Regions from separate parts of the Hordeum vulgare genome. Here region 1 is linked to region 2. A link is a contact called in public Hi-C data. All regions are on one chromosome and are shown on one strand. Each heading gives the region's core, a stretch centred on a gene start, on an enhancer-like site or on the middle of the called end of the contact. The rest is flanking DNA. Distances are from core to core; before and after follow the strand shown. Region 1 has its middle 52 kb from the start of LOC123449660. Region 2 has its middle 110 kb from the start of LOC123450791.

Region 1 (7,192 bases), core at 162-2,661, 200 kb after region 2:
CCCGCTCTAAACGGACAGAATCCTCACAAAACAACGTACGGATGGGATCGCGCGCTAGAGTTGGTCTGGTGCGGCTCCAACTCGCGGGTGGATGGAGGATCGACGGAGTTCGGCACTCGCCACTGCATCAGCATCTTTTTTTTAGATAAAGACTGCATCGACATCTGCCTTTTAAAAAAATTGATTGAAAGATTGGGACGAGGTTCGCGACGACGGCGGCGAGGTAACCTGCCTCTCTCACCGGCCGCCCATCACGGCTACCGGTCGAGCTCTGCGCCGTCGGGAGCATTCGCGCGCGGGTCACCGTCTTCTGGTGCCCGTGCACGGAGATGGATCATGGAAGTTCTACCGCGCTTTTTTTTCATTCTTGAACACGTTAGAGTTCCTTGTTTTTCTTTTTTGACAACGTTGAAGTTCCTTGGGACACCCTGCGTCTTACTTGATGGGCTTCTTTGCGGCCTTGCCATATATGTGTCGACCTTTCTACCCAGCGGGTAGACCATTCGCCGTAAGATGAGCGAGAATGAGCAAAGCGGATGGGAATTTCGTATTTGTCGCACCCTGCGTTAAATTGGCTAAGCTTCACACAGGCCAGGCTCGCGAAGCGATCAGTGGGCTGGGGGCCATTTTAGCGGTTAGCGTAGTGTTGCGGGCGGGTGATTTTCGGAAAACCCTATCCGCTTTGCGCGAAGTGGTGTCGGAGCTTCGCACAAAGGGCAGGTGATTTTTGGAAAACCCTATCTGTTTTGCGCGAAGTGGTGTCGGAGCTTCGCACAAAGCGGTAGGGGGTCGATTTTAAATGGGCTGACCCATTTAGCAGGGTTGCAGCACCCGGTTTTGGGAACCTTCCAAAGGTTTTAGCCGGGGTTTTCCATCTTTGGGAAGGTTCCTTAAACCGTTTTTTCTTTTTTCTCCTTTTTTTATTCTTTTCAGTTTTTGTTTCAATTTTATTTTGAATTTTCAATAATTGTTCTTGATTTGAACAAATCTTCTATATTTTTTTAAAAATGTTCTCGGTTTTGAAATTTGTTCTTAAGATTCATTATTTTACCTATTTCAAAATTTGTTGTAAAAATCCAAAAAATGTTCTTGCTATAAAAAATTATCCGTGCTTGCAAATTTTTCAGGATTTTTTAAATTGTTCTCGGTTTTAACAAAATTCTAAAAATAAAAAAAATGTTAATGCTTTAAAAATTTGTTCGCGCTTCCAACAAATTTCGGGCTTTTTCAAAATTGTTCTTCGTTTCAAATTGTCCGTGCACGGAGATGGATCACGGAAGTTCGACCGCGCCTTCTTTTTTAATTCTTGAGAACACGTTGAAGTTTTGTGACACTCTCGTCTTACTTGACGGGGTTCATCGCGGCCTTATATTTGTCGGCCTTGAGACCAACAAGGTGAGCGAGAATGACCAAATCCGGAGGGGACCTGCGCAAGTTACTGTAACTGGCGCTCACACGCCATGCTGCTGGGCCGGCCCAATAATCCGAGGAAGCTGCTTTAAAATATAGCAGAAAAAACATAAAAAAGTTCTTTCAACGTGTTCCAACTCCCCACGCGAACGCTGATGGCTTTAGCTCCTAACCACCAGATCAAGCTAATTTTCGTTGACTGCGAGAGGACAAGGTACTAATTTGAACCTTTCAAAATAAATTATTTCCTTTAGTTAAAATATAATAGACAAAATAAATTATTTCCAAAATAAAGTATAAACTAAGAAAATAATTCTAAAATAACGAAAACAGCTAGGAATTTCAGAAGGAGGTTCATACAAATTGGAAAAGGTTCTTGGGAATGAAAAAGGTTCATCAACTTAAAAAACAGGTTCACCCGTTTTTGAAAGAGTTCATCAAATTTGAAATAGATACGTTCAAGTAGTTCATAAATTTAGGAAAAAGTCCATCTATTCTAAAGAAAGTTGATCGAATTTTCATAAAGTTCATGAATTTCGAAAAAGTTGATCAGATTTGAAAAAGGTGCATCAAATTGAAAAAATCAATTCGAGTTTGAAAAAAAGGTTCATCGAATTGATTTTTTATCAAATCCAAAAAACTTTCATTGTATTTTAAAAAGTTCATCGAATTCAGAAAAGTTTGGCAAGATTGAAAAATGTTCATCAACTTGAAAAAGTTCTTCAGGTTTGAAAAAAAGGTTCATCGAATTGGAAACCATACATCTATTTTTTAAAGAAAGTTCACCAAGAAAAGTTCATTGATTTCAAAGAAGTTAATCTAATTTTAAAAAGGTTCATCAAAATTGAAAAAGTGCATTGATTTGAAAAATATTCATGAACCGAGGGAAATAGGAAATAGACCAGAAACCAAAAAAGAAAAGAAAATACACAAGGAAACCTAGGGGGCATTTTCTATACACAGAAATATGAAAGAAGAAGTAGGCAATCGCAAGCATCAAGGTGAGCTAGTGGTTTAGTATGGTGCAATACTAACGTATTGATCTCGCGTTCAATCCCTGAAAATCGGATTTCTTGTATCCTTTTCAAAGTTTTAAACAGGACTCGAAAACATGAAATGGGCCGGCTAAAATCGCGGCAGGGTGTGTGCTGTGCAGGTACCCATTACAAAAATGCTCTACAATGGGAGCCTGCAGCGTCAAATAGGGTTTGTCAAATGGATGGGAATTTTCTATTTAGCGCACTCTGCGTTAAATTGGTCAAGCGTTGCGAAACGATATTTCAGCGGTTAGTAGTGTTGCGGGCATATAGTTTTTTCCTGGTTTTGGGAAGCTTCTAAAAGTTCCCTGAAACGTTTTTTCTCTATTGTTTTTGCTGGCTGTTTTATTTGGGTTTTTCTTTTTCCTTTATTTCCTTTTTGATTATAATTCTTTTAATTTCTTTTTTATCTTTCCTATTTCTTTCTTCTTTTTTACATTTCTTTCCTTCTTTATTTCTTCGTTCAAAAGTTAGCAAATTTAAAAAAGTTTAGAATTCAAAATTATGTGAAAATTCAAATTATATTTGGGTTTCCAAAAATAATTTCGTTTATAAAATAATATTCAAAATTTGATAAAATAATGTTCCCAAATTTAATTTAATTTCGAACTTTTGAACCTTTTGGTAAAGTTAACAAAAATTTGTTTTAAAAAATGCTCATATATTTGGAAAACTGTTCACATTTTTCAAGGTAATGGTTGCAATTACAAAAATTGTTCTCCCAACCAAACTAATCTTTCAAATTATGAATTCAACAACTTGAAAAAATGTGTGCCTAAATCAAAATATGTTCTAAAAATGTTCGCGATTTTTTCGCGTTTTCAATCTATTTACTTTTTCAAAAACATTTACTGTTTGTGTACTTGTTTAATTTTTCTTTCCATTTTATCTATTTCATTTTGTTTTATTTATAGTTTCTTTTTTTATTTCAAAAGAAATTCTAGAATATCAAACATTTGCTCGAAATTCAAAAGGTAAACCTTGCTTCTCAAAATTGTTTAGAGTTTAAGAAACTATTCTTATTTCAAAATCGTTCCTACTTTTTCAAATTTGTTCATGAATTAAAAAATGTTCAAGTTTTTTTTTTGAACAATTGTGAAAATGTACCGTTTCCATTTTTAGTTAGAAATTTAAAACAAAACACTCAATTATAAAACAAAGCGTATTTACGAAATGTTTGCATTTTTAATAAAAGGAAAATGTTGAAAGATTCAAAAAATGTTTGTAATTTCATATTTTGTTCACATACTCATAAAATGTTCATGTCTTTAAATTTTTTTGTAGTTTGTGAACAATATATGTTGTGAGACGAGAACATTTCCAACATTTTGAACAGCACAATAAAACCTCAAACATATAAAAAAAAACATGACCATTATATAGGTTTATCAAACATTTTCTTGCAAAAAAATAAAATAATTTAGAAACAACAATATTTCCCCAAATTTAAAACAATTTTGTAAAACTAGTGCTTTTTTGGAAAATCAGGATTTTTTATTAAAATGAGAACATTTTTCAAAATTGCAAGCAATTATTTGAATTTATGAACAAAATTTGAAAACATGGAAATTATTTTCAATTGCAATATGGACATTTGGAATTGGACAATGGGCATTTTCCAATTTGAAAATATGGGAAAAATTTGAAAACAAGGACATTGCTTGAAATTGTAAAATGGACATTTTCCAATTTGATTCATCTACAGTTTCAAACATCAAATTTTTGAACAAATTTGGAAAGATAGAACATCGATTCCCAAACATTTTAGTAATTTATGAGGTAAATTGAAATTGAGAACATTTTTTAAATTCCTAGAACTTCTCAAATTTGTGAAGAAACTTAGTCCTGAACATTTTGTGAAGTACCTGAACATATTTTGAATTTGCATACATTTTACAACAAACATGGTCATTTTCAGAATTAGTGAGCAAAATTTAAAAATGAAAACATGTTTTAAATTCGCCAAAATTGTCAGAATTTATGAACGAAACATAAAAATGCAAACATTTTCAATTTATTCATAAATTTATTGAAAAATAAACATAAACATGAAAAAACAAAAAAGGGAAACAGAAAAAGGATAAAAAGAAAAAGAAAAAAGAAAGAGAAAACAGAAACAGAACAAACCAGTTCACGGACCTTCTCAAAATCGGAATAAACCAGATAAAAACTTCTAGAAGGTTAATAAAACCATGGTCAATAAAACGTTTACCTTGCTTCTAAGCGGGCCGACCCGTCTTGGTCGATCGCTTCGACCAGCTGTTCGTAGGATTCAGTAGTTAGCGAGCGCTCTTTCGGGAGCCTTACATCTAGCACCCTCGCGCGTCGGTACTTGACGTGTTCTCAGTAGCCACCACATGTCCAGTTATGAGCTCATCCTCCGGATTTTATTTGTTCATTTTTTTCACACGGCTTTTCAATGTTTTAGGTTGTTTTTTTTTGTATTTCGGTTTTTCACTGGTCTTTTCGGGCTTTTGAGAAAAAAATATATTTAAAAAAAACATGTAAAGACGTGTTTTATGTTTTTTCGCGGGACGGACAGTTTTGCCTTTGTTCGGAAACGAAAAAAATGCATTTTCTAGCATTTTTTTGATAGGCATGGTTTTACCTTCACGAAAGGCACGCCCGTGCTCTTTAAAAAACGTGCTTCCTGTTTTGTTTTTCGCGAGAGACACGGTTTTGGATTTACGAGAGCCAAACCTGTGTCTTTTGTAAAGGTAAAATGTTTTTTCATGCAAGTATCATAATTTCGCTTTCGCGAGAATCATGGTTTTGACTGAATGAGAGACACGGTCGTGCCTTTCGGAAAGCAAAAAAAAAAAGTAAACTCCCAAGTTGCGACAAGTGACACACATGCAATACGCCACTTTTCGCAAACTGGAAAGGGGGGAGTGATCTTCGAAAGAAATACTGCCTAATTAGTGATTTTGCTTGTCGGTCGCCCCGTCATTTCGAGGCATAATGCGTTATATAGGAACTCCTCCGATGGGTGCTCGTATATGCGGAAAATAGTATTCGCCGCTCGTTCCGATGAATGGTCAAGGTTTCGCACCAGGGTAGATGCAAGCGACACGACCTGAGCCGGCCCATTTCCAGCTTTGCACAGTGCAGTCGAGTTGTTTCTATGTTTTTTCTTTTTCTATTTATTGCCAGGTTATTGTTTTCCGTTTTTTAATATTGATGCAAGCGACACGACCTGAGCCGGCCCATTTCTGCTTCTTGTTCCGTTTATTTCAGTTTTACTTTTTACCTTTTCAATTTTGATTCAGAAATTTTAAAAAATGTTTGTATTTTCCAAATTGTGTTTGGGAGTTTTAAAAAAATCATGTTTCCTACATTTGTTCAGAGATATTGTTTTTCCAAAATTCCAGAAAAAACTAGAAGTTAAAAAAAATCGGGTTTAAAAAAAATCATGTTTATAAATTTTATTTTTCACTTCAAAAAAAATGTTCATGATTGCAAGCTTTCGTTCAGAATTTTATGAAATGTTCCATTCATAATGATTTTGTATTTTGGTTCAGAACTTAAAAAAAAGTTCATGTTCCCGAAAATGTTCATGTATTTCAAAAAATGTTCGCATTTCCATGTTATTGTTTGGGAGTTCCAAAAAGTCTACACATTTCCAAAAAAATGTTCATGTTTCCAAAACATTGATCGTGTTTTCGAATTTGGTTTGGGAGTTTCAAAAACTGTTCACGTCTACAAAAATTGTTCGTGTTTTTGGAATTTTTTTGGGAGTTTATAATTGTCCATTTTTAAAATATGTTTACAAAATAAGTAAATGCACTGGAATATCATAAAAAGATCCGCTTTTTTTATTTTATTTCCTTTCTTCCATTTCTTTTTAAATTTTTATAAATCGTTGTGTTTTAAAATTTAAACTTGAACATCTTTTTGGAATTTGCGAACAATTCTTTCAAAATAAGTAAATTCACAGGAATATCGGAAAAAGATCCGTTTTGTTGTCCATGATTTTCAAAAAATGTTAGAACTTTTAAAAAAATGCTCAGAATTGGAACAAGTTGAAAAATTCAGAAAATATTCTTCTGATTAATTTTTGTTCAATATTCAATAACTATTCTTAATTTTCTTAAAAATCTTCCTATATTATATGAAATGACCGCTTTTCAAAAAAAATATGTTCGCATTTTCAAATTACATTGCGGAGTTTTAGAAAATCTTTCCATTTCAAAATTTGCTCACCAATTTTTCAAAAATGTTCATGTTTTCAATATTTGTTAGGTGTTTCAACAAATATTTCCATTAAAAGAATTGTTCGCAAATTCCAAAAAGATGTTCAAGGTTGAATTTTATTCAGTAGTTTCAAAATATGTATGCAAGTTTTAAAAACTGTTAATGTTTTCAAGTTTTATTCCGAAATTCAAGAAACTGTGCAAGTTTCAATTTTTATTCGGGAGTTTGAAAATATGTTCGCAAGTTTTATAAACTGTTCATGTTTTCAAGTTTTGTTTGGGAGTTACAAAAAATGTTCCCAAATTTTTCTTCAAAATGGAAAAAAATTTAGATGGGAATTTATTTTGAAGACCTGAACCTAACGGGAAAAATTCAAAAAAGTGAAAAAAAATAATTTATCTGAATTTTGGACAATTAGTCAAAATTGTGAACATAATACGGAATTTGGATTTCCGAACATTTTTTAAAACCACGAAATAACTGTGACCCATTTTTGAAAATAGGTACATCTTTTGATATTCTGATTTTTTTCTTGTAAGTTGTAAAAAAAA
Region 2 (7,073 bases), core at 141-2,640:
TATGGTCGTTCTCATCAATGAGATCATCGGGCACTCAGTATGCAAGCATCCGTATGGCTGCACTGCATTTCTGATAATATGAGAAGCCAATATTTCCAAGGGCGTCCTCTTTGCACTTGAAATAGTTATCGTATCCGACCAGCCCCTCTTTAATATGGTTTAAAACATGTCTAGCCATACGAAAACGCCGCCGGAATTTATGATGTATGAAAAACGAGTTGGTTGTGTCAAAGTAGCCATACTGTTGCATGTGGCTATTTGAACGTCTGTACTCCATGTATGCGGCTATTTAAATATGTGGACTCTCTTTTTTAAAGGTGGTCTGGATGTATGTGAACATTGTTGGATGATCGGCTTTCGCATCCGTGTTCGTGAACCGATTCTCTATCCATAGACAGATACTGAAGGAAATTTGTGGGTTGACGATGCCCTTAGAGCATCTACAACCGGACTGGACAAATCCGACCACTCAGTGACCGAGCGTGTCTGTTTTGAGCCTCTACTTTTTCATTTGTGCAGGCAAACTTTTCATATTCTTTTTCATACGTCTTTTCGCTTGCATGTGATTGGTGGAAAAAATAAAGAGAAAGCAGAAAATAAAGAAAAAACAAAGAAAATGTTGTCCAGGATGGGGTCACATTTACACGGCGGATTGACTGGACGTGTCCGGAAACCCTTATATTGTCCTCATATTTGAGATGGGTATGAAGGGTGTCGGTCTGTCCGGACGTTCGAAATGGATATGAGAGATTCAGTTGGGTAACGTTTTTTGTGACCGGTCACTCACGGCACATCGTGCCCGACGTTTGAAACAGATGCAAGGGATTGGATTGTAGATCGTCATAGCCCATGAAATATGGCATAATTTCGCCAAGTGGTGTGAAGTTTTTTCCACCGGGCCTCTCCCCGGGTTTACCAGCACCATCGTATCCACGACACACAAAAGCTGAGAACGTCGCACCAGCTTTCCGCAGAACCTGAAGAGAAGACAAGAGCAAGGCCGGATACGCGCATCTCCTCCCCCCGGCATCATCGTCTTTCGCCATGGCGCATCATGGCAATGATAAAAAAGAGTGGACGACGCCACCCCACCAGCCGTGCGTATCCTCAATCTCATCCACCGCAGCGGCACTTTCACAGGCACGGCACTCTCCCCTCCCATTCTTTTGATGCATCGAGGCAGCAGCATGCATCTCCTCCTCCTCATCCCAACCTACTGCCAAAGATGAGGAGGATCCATCCATCACTCCATCCCTTTCTCGCCCTGTTCAGCACTGTGCAGCTGCCGCCTTTTCGTGAGCACTCGAGCCCCTTCCACGACCACGGAAGCTCCATGTGACCGCATATGATATGAAAGCAAGTCCTTGGGCGTTGCATGCACAGCGCTGGCCCGGGCCCCCGGCTAGCTAACGATGGGGCTGGATGAGGGGTGGTACACGCTACTACACACGCTGCCTTGGCTTTGCGATGAGAGGGCTACAGTGCGCTGGGTTTGAACGGGAAAGGCTTTGACCGCCCAACAGTGCTGCAACCACATCCTCATTCATGATTCGCCACAAACGATTTCAGCAGATGATGTGGCTGGCTGGCTGGCTGGCCTGGCCTGGCCTTCTTCAAAGTTCCGTTCTTGGGACTCCCTGCTCTACTGTACCTGCTAATTTCAAATTTAGCTTGCATAATCCTCAGAAGATTACAATATGGTGCAGTAGGTCGGGCACAGCAAGTAGACTCTTCTTCCTTTGTTTGCGATAATGGGGGCTAATATGAAACTTTCACCACGTCGTGCCGATAGAACCACTCAGGATTTTATATTTTTATATAATTTGTTTTGAAGCAAGGAATTTCTTTCTCGACCTCTCGTTGAGGCTAAAAAGAAGATCGCCCTGTCTATGTCCAGTTGGAATATCTAGGTGAATGTAGATTTTTGAAAGTATGATTGATGACAGGACATGAAAGCGAAAATCCATTACGATCGCCATTCTGGTGTACAAGTCATGCTTTTCTTTTGCTCCTTTTCCGCATGTCACTGCGTCATCTCACACGCACATATATAGCCGTGTGATCTTTGGCCGTCACAATTTCACGTCCTTCGTCCTACCAAGAAGTCCATTGTCTCTTGGGGCATCTAAATGATGAGCAATATTCCCTAGCCTTGGCTTTCACAAGGTGAAAAGAGAAAGGAAAAATAAATGCATGGCTCAAACATGGTTTCAGCCTGCGGATCAGCATATATATGATGTGATCACTACTTATACAACGCCTGTGGAAATAATATAACATATCAAGAGCTATAATAAACAAAGCCAAGGGAGCAATAACTTGGTCCCAAACTACCTTGCCCTGCTGTGCCACTGCCTAACCACACCACACCCCTTGACCCTTGTTTGCTTCTCCTTATCTTCTTGTGTGTGTTTGTGGTCTCTTAATTCTTAATTGTACACGTCACAGTGTGGCTGCCACCTGCATGCATGCACACGAGTTATTGGAGGGAAGCACGCAGCCCTCTGCTCTGCCGTAGATCTACACTACACAAGCAACAGCACTGACGCCTTTGCAAATCTCTCTGGTGCCATAGGAGCAGAATTCAACCTCGCATGTGCATGCCCCATGCATGCAACTGCCCCTCCGGACAATGGCATTTTCTTGGCATGGTTTGTGCAAGGCATTTAACTGCATATGGCAATCGTTTAGCACTGGCACTTCCCTAGGGCAGCAATGCCGGCTTTACCACGCTGATCGTGATCGACAGTGGGAGAGGGCTAGCTATGCTCGTGGGAGAGGCTGGATTGGCCGAGCTGGAGCGGCTCCAGATCCATGGATGAAAGGTGGCGCCTCGTGGGAGCTGTCCTCTCTGTTGGTTGGCCAATGGAGCATCGCAGCAACTTGTAGATTGTCCTGTCCCCAGCCGGAGCAGTGCGAGATCACACTCACCACAGCGAGAGAAACGGTGGACGAACAGGAGTCAGTTTTATTTTTAATTTCTTTCTTTTTTGATTGATGAACAGGAGTCTGTTTTTTTGGTGAACAGGAGGGATCTGATCGAGCCAATGATCTGGAGACAGTGTGCAATAATGCTGAGCCCTCCATGATTTTTGTTGGCACAAAGGCATGATTTAGTTGACCCAATTTTTAGCAGGTTTCAGGAAGTAGTCCTCACCAAATGCAAAAAGATGGGCAGATATCTTTTGCACAGATCTGAGTCATGAAACCCAACAAAAAAAATACATCCAGATGTGACATAATTATTGCATATCTAAATGAATAAGCAAGCATAGAAAAGAAAAAGAAAAAAGAAATACACACAAATTTTCACGTAAGATCAATGATAGTACGATTTAAATAAGCAATACTTATCTCGCATCTAGTTCTGTTTTAGCAAAACTAAAAAACCTCTTTCCTGTTCCAAGTTCCACCCTGAAACCCGACATTCACGATCGCCCATAACGTGTCCTCTTAGCATTGTCGGTGAACGGTGATGATGCATGGTCCTTTTCTAAATGACTAAATCAAGCACAAAGAATAAAGGAAAAAAGAAAAGAAATTACACGCACAAATCTTCACGTAAGATCAACGGTATAGGACTTAAATATGCAATACTTACTTCGCATCTAAATCTGTTTTAGCAAAACTGAAGAAAAAAAAAATCACTTTCCTGTTCCAAGTTTCACCCGGAAACCTGACGTTCACGATCGCCCATAACGTGTCCTCTTAGCATTGTCGGTGAACGGTGATGATGCATGGTCTTTTTCTTGTTAGAAACCACTATCGATTTTTGGGAAATATATACTACATGAGCATGTAGCTACCATGTGCGCTGCAGTTCTTCCTATAGCTGGCTGAAACTTGGAACCGAAGTCTCCAACGCTAGGCAAGCGCTGAAAGGAACCAGCGAAAGCTACGTTCAAGTCACAGGTATCGCTTCACCCACAACCACTTCATCATCAGTCACAAAATCGTTGACTAATGACTAATACAAAAGCGCCGCCCGTGGTTCGGATTACAGAATATGTTCTGGCAATCCAGCTTCCACAAATGCAAAGCCACTTTGCTTTTCCTTTTTTTTCTCTCTCTCTCTCTTTTCCCATAAAGCAATATATATACACGCGCTTTTGCCGATGTTTCCACAAAAAGATGCGCCGAGGGTTTTCGATCGACAGCTTTGGCATACGCAGTAGATTGATTCCAGGTACAAATATCAGGCAGCCATGAGGAAAATAAGCTTCGTGGGGTTTAGTGGAGCACCTCTACTGCTTTTTCCTAGGGTTTCTTCAGAGACATGTGGACATGCTAGCTGTTCCGGTGCTATCCTCTCATTCTTTTATTATTTTGAAGAAAAGCTCGGGTGTTATCTTGGATATTTAGGAACATGACACTACTACCTCAATCAGCAAAAGGGTCAGGAAAGGTGATGTGACGGGATTTGTTGTAAAACCAAGGTGTTGTTGACACACTATAAAGGTATAAAAGCCTATCAACCAACCCAATCTTATCACTGCTCGTATGCTCATATGATTGCCCCCAGGGCCCGCGCCGGATGAGGTGGTTAGCAGTTACTAAACTTGGGCTTGACCGTTTAATAATCATCAGATGAGATGCAAAGGTTTCTTGACCAAACTAGCAGGTGACAAAGAGGGAGAACCTTCCAGCTCATGCACCCATAAATTCCATATGCAGATACTGAAGCACATGTCTTCTGACATTATCTCTCTGATAGTAGATAGTAGAGGAAGTGCCAAGTGTTTGTGCAGATACCGAAACACCACATGTCTTCCCTTCCCCACAAACGGTGCCCAACTTTGAGAATGGACTACCAGAATATAGATCCATGGACACAAGTAACTTATCTCTACGTTTGCATTCATGAGCTGCGTGCTCATGCAAGAGGAGGAGAAGGGTTGCTTCACCTCTTGCTAATTTTGGAGCCACTGCGGCGGTGCTGGAGGTTGGGCAGCAACGGCACATGCCATCTGCTGTACGTATGCATGAAGCGTTGCAGCAGCCGGTGTCAAGGCACTGCACAGAGTCTAGTCTCACTCATCACAGACGTCCCAACATGCATCAATCAATCTTACTGCCAGTGATGCTGACATGAATTACCTTGTTATGGTTTCCAACCCGATCTCACCCACTTGTGATGATCTGATACGAGTCTGCATTTAATCACCTTTCCTCGCACGTACAAATTGAATTCGACAAGCAGCAATCTTCCAAAACCACCATGCAGGAGTGGTGGCTCCCAGCTCGTAGAGTCGCAGTTTCTGTTCATCTAGCAGAGCACTGCTGCTGCTAGCTAGAACCAATAAAGATTGCACATACGCAGACGCTGTGCATCCATGGCGTATAGCCTTTGCAGCCTTCCTCTTGGTGAATCAACCACCACAGTACGTGCCCTTGGTCATCAGACGGCCGTGTGGACTTTGCCATCACCGCAAGCTGCATTTCAAACAGCCCGATCTGAACATCGTTTTCTTTTACCTTCGTCTTCTTCAGCTGGACTGGAACAGTGACCGATTATTTTGACAAGATGTGTCAAGATGAGCAGGGCAACCACTGCTGGATGGGCCTACCATGAAAATCAATAGAGATCTCCTGTTCCAAAAAACAACTGTAGATTTTCTCATTGTCGATCATGCAGTTTTTCTTGGTCGACCACAAATTCGGATTCGGATTACTTGCAGATGATGATTGCTGGTACGTAACAAGTATACAACAAAAGAGAGGACAAATGGGAGTGGTCGAGGAGGCCAATAATTAAGCAGAGAAACCCATTCTCACCGCACCTTGTGCACCCCGATTTCAGACCAACTTTAACAAGTCGACCCAAACTAGGGCGCCTTATGTTTGTTTGTTATCCATTTAAATCGGCTCGTTCGTCTCCTTCAACGTTTGGGTCGATCATGGATCCAACGCGTAGATCCAAATATTATTCGCACATAATGGTGAAAAGGCTCGCGGTCATAGATCAAACGAGCAGTCATGCCATCACCCAGAGTTCAACGTTGGCGTCATGCGGGTGCTACAATGCAGCACACAGAAATATTACCGTATAGTTCATATTGACGCACTTACCAGCGATCGACACACTCGTCAGCACATAAAAAGGTCGGGAGTTCGACCATGCCGTTGTTAGAGTAATCCAAACATGTATGTGTTAGTTTGGTTAGTGTTCCTGATCAACGTTGTCGTAAGCTTAGTTTAGGTAAGTTTGAGTACGAGTAGGATTGGGATTGGTGTTTGGAGTCGGCTTGATGTTTGTCGCAAGCTTAGTTTAGCCAGGTTGATGCATATATATATGCAGCGTTGCGTGAGTTTTGTACACCAAAAAAACGAGAAAAACAATAAAGAGATACTTACGAGGGCCATCTTCGTATTGCTGCGTTCGCGTGCCGGTGTTTGCGTAAGCACCGGCGAGATATCGAGTGCTACAACTAGTTTGTATACGTTGAGCCGAGTTGCACGTACACGACTAGTCGAGCTGCAGGGTGGTCGTGTGTTCGATCCCGAGGGCGAAAAACCAACAATTGGTATCTAGAGCAAGGTGTGGAGGCTTCGCCGTCAAGTTACGTCACGGTGGAGTCGTCGTCGCCGTCAAGTTGTGTCACGGACGACGGAAAATCGAAGAAGAGAATCATGTTGACTTCCAAGGCGAGTGGTGGTGGTGTGACCATCCAGTACCCCATGCTTGACGGTGATAATTATGGGGTGTGGGCCGCGAAGATGAAAATCTTCATGCGTGCGCGTGGAGTTTGGGCAACGGTGGAAGGTTACGCGCGGTCGAAGAGACAAAGGACCAAGAGGCTTTCGCCGCCATAACCCAAGGTGTGTTTGATGTTGTTTTCATGTCCATATCGGAGAAAGAGACGGCAAAGGAAGCTTGGCAAGCGCTCAAGGAGATGCATGTTGGAGGTGATCGTGTCAAGAAGGCACGTGTTCAAGCTCTAAGGAGGGAGTTCGAGAGGATGAGCATGAAGGCGCCAGAAGGGGTTGGTGAATTTGCGTTAAAACTAACCTCCCTGGTTAATGAGATGCGAGCTCTCGGATCAAAGATGGAGGACATCATGGTTGTAGAGAAA

What was found. Hi-C and Micro-C count contacts between places; a contact is called where the count stands out from the background.
Region 1: a contact with region 2 is called in a Hi-C map of leaf, with 4 times the contacts expected there. The contact joins two enhancer-like sites. A contact is called at or near these places in 4 of 6 Hi-C or Micro-C datasets (leaf and seedling).

Annotation. Positions count from the first base shown.
Region 1 is chr4H:574,722,595-574,729,786 of MorexV3_pseudomolecules_assembly, forward strand. No RefSeq gene overlaps it. Among protein-coding and RNA genes, the nearest start is that of LOC123449660, 52 kb to the right of the region's middle. Within about 2 kb of position 1,412, at least 2 of the 3 cell types and tissues checked have open chromatin away from gene starts, as enhancers often do. A contact at or near this core is called in leaf, where this site is marked.
Region 2 is chr4H:574,524,826-574,531,898 of MorexV3_pseudomolecules_assembly, forward strand. No RefSeq gene overlaps it. Among protein-coding and RNA genes, the nearest start is that of LOC123450791, 110 kb to the left of the region's middle. Within about 2 kb of position 1,391, at least 2 of the 3 cell types and tissues checked have open chromatin away from gene starts, as enhancers often do. A contact at or near this core is called in leaf, where this site is marked.